2 separate regions of the Mus musculus genome follow, and region 2 is linked to region 1. The links are chromatin contacts, called in public HiChIP or PLAC-seq maps. All regions are on one chromosome and are shown on one strand. Each heading gives the region's core, a stretch centred on a gene start, on an enhancer-like site or on the middle of the called end of the contact. The rest is flanking DNA. Distances are from core to core; before and after follow the strand shown.

Region 1 (3,323 bases), core at 312-2,811:
GACTAGACAAACCTTCACAGAAGTAACATCTTCCTGCAAAGCAATGGCCTGGCAGCATCACTAATGATAATGGGAGGAGTGTGGGCTTCAAGCATCTAAGTCCTCACTCTTTGCTTGCTAGCTGTGTGACACAGTGTTTAATGTGTGTCTTCCTTTTTAACTGGAAGCCAGAGTCATAGAACAGGGCTCTAAAGACATCTCATCTTGGAGGAGCCAGATTATATTATAATCCCCAGATTACAATATGGGGAAGGGAAGGGTCTGCTACTCCTTCATGAAAATTTAGTAAAGGCGGAGACGAAAAATGGCTCAATAAGGAAGATGCTTGCCCTGCCAGCAGGGAGCCATGAGCAAGGTTCTTAGAAATTACATCACAAATCTGGTTGTGGTGACAGACATTTATAATGCCAGCAATGGGGAGGCACAGACACGTAGATCCCTGGGGCTTGTTGGCTAGCCTAGTCTACTAGTGAGAGACTAAATGAAAGGCCTTGCTTCCGAAAAGAAAGTTTGATGGCACTTGAAGAATAACCTTTCACCTCCACGTGCACATGCAGACATGTACACACACAGCTGCACACACACATGTGCACCCATCTGCCTGCACAACACACATATACACGTAGACAAAATGCTCAAAAAAATACAGTGGTGTGGTGCCTGCCACAGGCAGTATCTTTCTCTAGAGAACAGGAAGAAGAGGACAGGCTTATCAAGGTCCTTGCAGAGATGACAATAAGTTAAAGGACCTATCTAGTGGCCCCAGCATTCCAACAAGACATTGAGAATTTAACTCAGAGCTAAATTTCTGGACCTAAACACAATGGCTTACTTATTCATAGCAAGCTGTTTTAATGTGTTTACTATCAAAATTCCCTAAAACTTAGGACTAGTACTTCATGGTCTGCCAGGAAACTAAGGTGAAAGTAAGTAGTCAAAACTTAAAAGCTCTTAGTGTCCCCTATGTTCTCCTTACTAAATTGCCGTTGCAGACAACTTCTGACTTCAAGCCACAGGCGGGTACTGAGGATCTCTCAGACCACCTATAAAAAGAAAGCAGTGTGGCTGCATGTTCACAGGGATCAGCGAGCAGCCCAGGCCACCTCCTTCACTGCCAAATGAAACACACACAAAGTGTTCCGTGCAGCAAGCAGGAGGCAATGACCAGAACCATCTCTAGAGCACAGACAGATCCCATTTCTAGTTTTGCACTGGGATCTTTTTCCATCTTTAAACAATTCTCCAGACAGAACTGTGCAGTAAAATTAAGCTCAAAACTAGAAAATGGCCCATGAGGAACAGAGGCAGTCCATGTGCTGAAACAGTGAGCATACTTTCTTAGCCAGCCCCTCCCCAAACTCTGGCACCTCCTCCCCTCTCTCCCACCCAGATCATCATCCCTCTTGCCTTCAGTTTCATTTGTACCCTGCTGCCATTGACATCAGAATCCTGTCTACTCTTGCCATTAAATTGAGTCTAGCAAGTATTGACAGCAAACATTCTGGCAAGTCCCACATGATGTCATGAAAGTGTTAGACATCAAAACAGTCATGGTAAAGTGGAAACACAGAGACATTAGGCTCACATCTGCACCCCAGAAGGGTTTGCGTGCCTGTTGCACACATTTCTTTTGCTATACAAAATTGCAGCTTGCTTAATCATTTGCTTTTTAGGCTGTGTCAAAAATGTCCCGGAAACCCTGAGTCAAAACAGCCACATCAAAGTGGCAGCATCAAGATGTCCTGCATCCACAGCGCTTACTTAGAAGGTCTCCCACTTGCTTGCTTAGAACTAAGCAGATGTTCACGGCTTCTGAGTTCCTGAAATATACGTGTGAAAAGTAAGCTTGAACATCTAACTTTATTTATTATCATTATTGGGGGGCTCCACCGTACTCCTGTGGAAAGGAGAGGACACCAGTCAGGAGTCAGTTCTTGTCTTCCACCACAGGCTTTGGGGATTAATTTCAGATTGCTGGGCTTAAACAACGACTCTTTTACCCAGTGAGCCATCTTGACAACACAGTGAGTACATTTTAAACTAAATCAGAGACTCGGTTTCAGCCAGGGATGCAAGGAGCTCACCAATCTATACGCAAAAATGTATAAGTCTGGCCATTTGCTGCATCTCTTGGGTCACAAGGGGAGCCTAAGGAGAAGATTCCAGAATATTAATGTGAAACATTAATACCAAAGATGATTACATAGCACAGTGTAGAGCTGCTTCTGAGCCTACATCACTTTAGAACATACACATGTGCTGGTTACTAAACAAACAGCAGCAATGATGAACAACATGTATAGATTTATTGACTATTCTCCACTGGTCAGACATTATACTCTGTAATAAGAGCCTCTGCTTAGAAAAGGGGAGAAAGTGTGGTGAACTGTAATTATCTGCTTCACATCTGGGCTGTGATAAAGTCCTGAATGGGTTGCTACTAGGAATCTCAAGAATTATGCTAATTCAGGTTAGGGAAGGCATAGCGGGTGTTTAGGAAAGGTCTCTTGGAGGGATACATTCCTGACCTGGATCTCAAAGCTCTTTCTTAGCTTAAACCCCTGCATCCTTTACCAGTCTATGAGCCCTGAGAGAGCAAGCCTGTGACCTTCCACATAAGCACAAACTGGGAATTGAAATGCATTCCTGAGAGATACCCGGCTTTCTCCAGGATGCCCTCCTTTCTCCAGATGTTGGCAACATACTGTTTGAGTACTCCTGCACCATTTGGCCTCCAGGCCTCGGATTTCATCTGGGATCACAGTGCAGTTCCCACTCTCTAAGAGCTACTGAAAGCAGTACAGTAAACAAAATAAACCCAGAACAAAAGCTCTTGCTCTCGTGTAGTTGGGAGAAAGAGCAAGTGGATAGGCTTACTGCAGTGGTGATGGCACTGGACAGAAGTAAAGACAGTGTGGGTATATGCTTCTATATCAAGTGGTCAGGGCAGCTTTCATGACTAGGGCATAGGTGAGCATCAGCCTGGAGAAAATGCAGAGCCTCTTTGAGTTCTGAAATCTGTTCTTAGCTTAGCAAGTCAGTAAACTAAATATGATATGGCCACCTGTTCAGCTATCCTAGAACCAAAAACTCCCACCAGATATAACCCCTTACATCTAAATGTTGGATTTTAGCATGTGTTCTGATTGAGATGGCTGACAAATAAGTAATGCTGGGGCCTAGTGCCATCATGAATGTGGCAGAGTTTTGATGATTGTCCCAGATCCTGCCTGCTACTGGAAGGAAGGAAGATGGACAGATGGAGGGCCTAAGTTCTCAATACTGTAATCGTTTGCATCCTGATTAATGAACAGAAAGGGCAG
Region 2 (3,328 bases), core at 133-2,632, 120 kb before region 1:
CATATTTCAGGGACGATATAGGGTGGGAGAAGCATCACTTATTGAGCCTCTTCTTATTTTGACCACTTACTATGTTGAGTGCTAATGACAGTGAATCATGTGCAGCGCATGACAACCCCATCCAGAAGGCTGGACCATTCCTTTACTAAGGAAGAAACTGAAGCTCACAGGCTTACCTTGTCTAAAGCTATTCGAAACTCAGATTTAAATGTGGGGACTTCCCAGTACTTCAACTTTCTCCTCATTTCTAGAGTATGTGGGTGAAGGGGGTGGACTATTTCAACATCTCACACACTCTATATGAGCATTAGACAGACAGATTTCTTTTTAAAGCAAAAAGAAAGTAGCTTTAATGTCATGTTATAGGACAATCCATTATCTTTCCTATACTCAAGATATATCAGCTATGAATTTCTAAAGGTGTGTCTGTATCTCCTTCAGCTATTGTCAACCGTGATGGTACTCGCTACAGCAAGAAGGGCGAGTATAGAACACACCAAGAAGACATCGATGCTTCAAACATTATAGATGACGATGTCAGCAGCGGCTCCACCATCGAGAAGAGCACCCCAGAAAGCTACATTTTGCACACCTACCTTCCTACTGAACAGCCTACTGGAGATCAGGATGACTCCTTCTTTATCCGGAGCACCTTGGCCACCAGTAAGGAGAATGGCATCCTGGGTTTTCCTCTAGCAGTTCTTTGACAGAATGCCAACGGCCTTCCTGAGTAACGCACACCCCAGGGTCTGTTTTCTGCCATCTCTAGACATCTAGCTGTGGGTGAGATCATTTAGGGAGTCCAGCTCTTGTTCCTGTCAGTGTTCCTGGTCATTGTGCCATGGCTTCTACTCCCCTTCAGATCCCCACCATCTTCACCTCTGAACCTCTTACCTTGGGATAAGGAATGCCATATTGGCAGGGTTTCCTCAGGAAGGTGCCGATTTTCTCTTGCTCCTAAGGATTTAACAGTGCCTCCGACCTGTTACAGAAATAATTTGTGGTGTTGCTTGTTTTATTCTTGTCATTTGCCATTTTCTTTAAGAGAAAACTGTTCTCTTAAAGTCAGGACTGTAGAGTGTATGCTCCATCAGTGCCTTAAAGGATCCATTCTTAGGATTCTGATTGTGTAATATCCATATTCTTAACCCTAATTTTCAAACCATGCTCCCCCCCCCCCCCCCGCCAAAGGAAGCAAGAGTGAGGGGTTTTCTGATCACCTTCTGTTGCTGTAGAGTTCTGGATTGCAGTTTGTGGGGGAAGACCCTAATGCAAGAGCATTAGGTATCTGTGGGCAATGGCAGGGGAGGCAGCCCATGCAGCATTGAGTGGCTGCAGGTTTGTGCAGATGAGCTCTGTTAGGAAGGTGCTCAGAGATTTTTATCTCCTCCACTTCCCTCTCTGCACTTCCTCTATGGTTTGTTTTAGAATGAGGTTTTAGATGGCCGGGCTCCTTCTGTGGAGAATTATTCACACCCAAAAAGGGCAGCTAAGCCTTCACTGAGCCTCCTAGTATGGTGTGGATTTTCACATTTCCTGGCTGAAACTCAGAGGGGTGGAACTCTGGCTTTTTCACCGTTTGGCAGGAACGTACTGGCTTGGGAATATACAAGATAGGGCCCTTGTCACCCAGAAGCCAGGAAGCCTCCATAGCACTCTGAAGCAAGCTGAACTCACTTAACAGTGTTTTAGATTTCTGTTATCAGGTTGCTGAGTGAGGGGGAAGGCTGATATGAACGGGTGCAGGATTCCAGTCATTCTCAGGAAATTGTTTGAAGCCTTTCCAAAAAATAAAAAAGAATCCCCCATCAGATTCCGGGGGTTCGGGGATAGCTCAATGGGTAAAGTGCTTGCCAGGCAAGCACATGAGGACCAGAGTTTTTTGATCTTCAGCATCTACATAAAAAGTTGAGCATGACAGTGTGCATCTGCACTCCTAATACTAGACAGAGACGGGGAAAACCTGGAGCTCACTGGCTAGCCAGCCCGGGCAAGTCAGTGAGCTCTAGCTTCAGTGAGGGTTCCTAGCTCAAAAACTAAGGTGGACAGCAAGCAGGATAACATCTTGATGTCAACCCCTGGCCTCTGCACATGCCTAAGTACACGGACTCCATCTATCCACATGAGGCAACGCTCACAAGCTTCTCACGCCCTCCCAGGTCACTTCCTCTCTGATGGTTTGTCACCTTGTTGTCTGTAGTGTCCTGGGAAATACCTCTCCACAGAGACCTCTGCAGAGCAGGCAGGTGACATTGCGAGCTATGTGCACCTACTTGGGTCCCCTGTCCTTTTGATGCAACCGTGTCTGACGTGCTTCTCATTGGAATGTGCAGTTTTGACAGATGTTGGCAAATACAGTAATTAGTGGTCTGATAAGGAAGCAGAACAGGTCTAACCTAAAGTCCTATTTCCCACCCCAAAAGAACATCCTCGAACAAAATCTGTCATGTGGAGATTGAATACAGCTGGAGTCCCAACCTGTGTGGGGTGGGAGTTTCACATGTACTTGAAGAGGGGTAATTGGCCAAATATATTAGCATCCTTAACCCATTCCCTAAGCACTGCTCCTTCCCCATCCAATCTGGCCAGTCAGTGAATCCATCTTAAGGTGCTAATTTTGTACCAGATCCATTCTAATACTCAGAGTCTCAGGGTTGAGCATGGCAGCACGCATCTGTATCCTAGTAACAAGGGTAATGGAGACTGGAGGTATCCTGCAGCTTGCTGCCTAACCAATTTAGCCAAATTCAGGTGCAGTGAGAGATCCTAGCTCAAAAATAAGGTGGACAGCAATCGAGGAATTTAATGTCAACCTGTAGCCTCCACACATGCACAAGTACACAGACTCCATCCGTCCACAAGGTACATCAGTTCAAGCTTCGGTGCTCTCCCAGGTCATTTCCTCTATGAATATCAAAAAAAGAAACCAGGGTCAGTGAGGTTTTCATCCATTCACTCCATATCATGTGTCTTCTCTGCTCCAGACACTGCTGAGGTTTATGAGGGTCAGAGGCAGATCGCCCTTCACGGGTACAGCATCCTAGCCCAGAAATCAAAGAAAGGGAGTGACCGAAGCGTACCTAAAACGCAGCTCAGGATTCGAGGGAAAAGGAGCTTTTGCCTTCCCTTTTTTAGAGAGCATGTGGCTTAGTTCTTTTTAATGGGTGTGGAGGAGAGGCCAGTTTGCCCACCAGTTTAAGTTTACTTGAATGTAGCAGGTAGCAAGAGAGCTATGCTATCTAAGCTTCTGAATAGAATCCTACCTTTTAAGTCCCATGAGGAGCTTCCCAAGGGCTTACTTATCACTGTTGGGTGGAGGGCTGAGACA

The links. HiChIP or PLAC-seq counts read pairs in DNA pulled down with a chosen protein or histone mark.
Region 2: a BATF HiChIP or PLAC-seq map of CD8 T cells shows a contact between it and region 1, with 6 read pairs. The contact joins two enhancer-like sites. A contact is called at or near these places in 8 of 39 promoter capture datasets (the 3T3-L1 cell line, the HPC-7 cell line, embryonic stem cells and 4 more), 1 of 15 datasets of contacts at CTCF or cohesin (CD8 T cells), 5 of 484 Hi-C or Micro-C datasets (B cells, the G1E-ER4 cell line, liver and 2 more), 4 of 115 datasets of contacts at active chromatin or transcription factors (CD8 T cells, bone marrow-derived macrophages, effector CD8 T cells and 1 more) and 1 of 9 other capture datasets (embryonic stem cells).

The regions. Positions count from the first base shown.
Region 1 is chr2:102,731,624-102,734,946 of GRCm38.p6, reverse strand. All of the region lies in intron 1 of Slc1a2 (solute carrier family 1 (glial high affinity glutamate transporter), member 2), which reads right to left. Among named protein-coding and RNA genes, the nearest start is that of Gm13872, 13 kb to the left of the region's middle. Within about 2 kb of position 1,561, at least 21 of the 459 cell types and tissues checked have an H3K27ac peak or open chromatin away from gene starts, as enhancers often do. A contact at or near this core is called in CD8 T cells and the G1E-ER4 cell line, where this site is marked.
Region 2 is chr2:102,850,350-102,853,677 of GRCm38.p6, reverse strand. It overlaps Cd44 (CD44 antigen), which reads left to right. Exons shown (of 9, transcript NM_001039151.1): 5 at 442-663. Among named protein-coding and RNA genes, the nearest start is that of Gm23731, 46 kb to the left of the region's middle. Within about 2 kb of position 1,382, at least 37 of the 459 cell types and tissues checked have an H3K27ac peak or open chromatin away from gene starts, as enhancers often do. A contact at or near this core is called in CD8 T cells and the G1E-ER4 cell line, where this site is marked.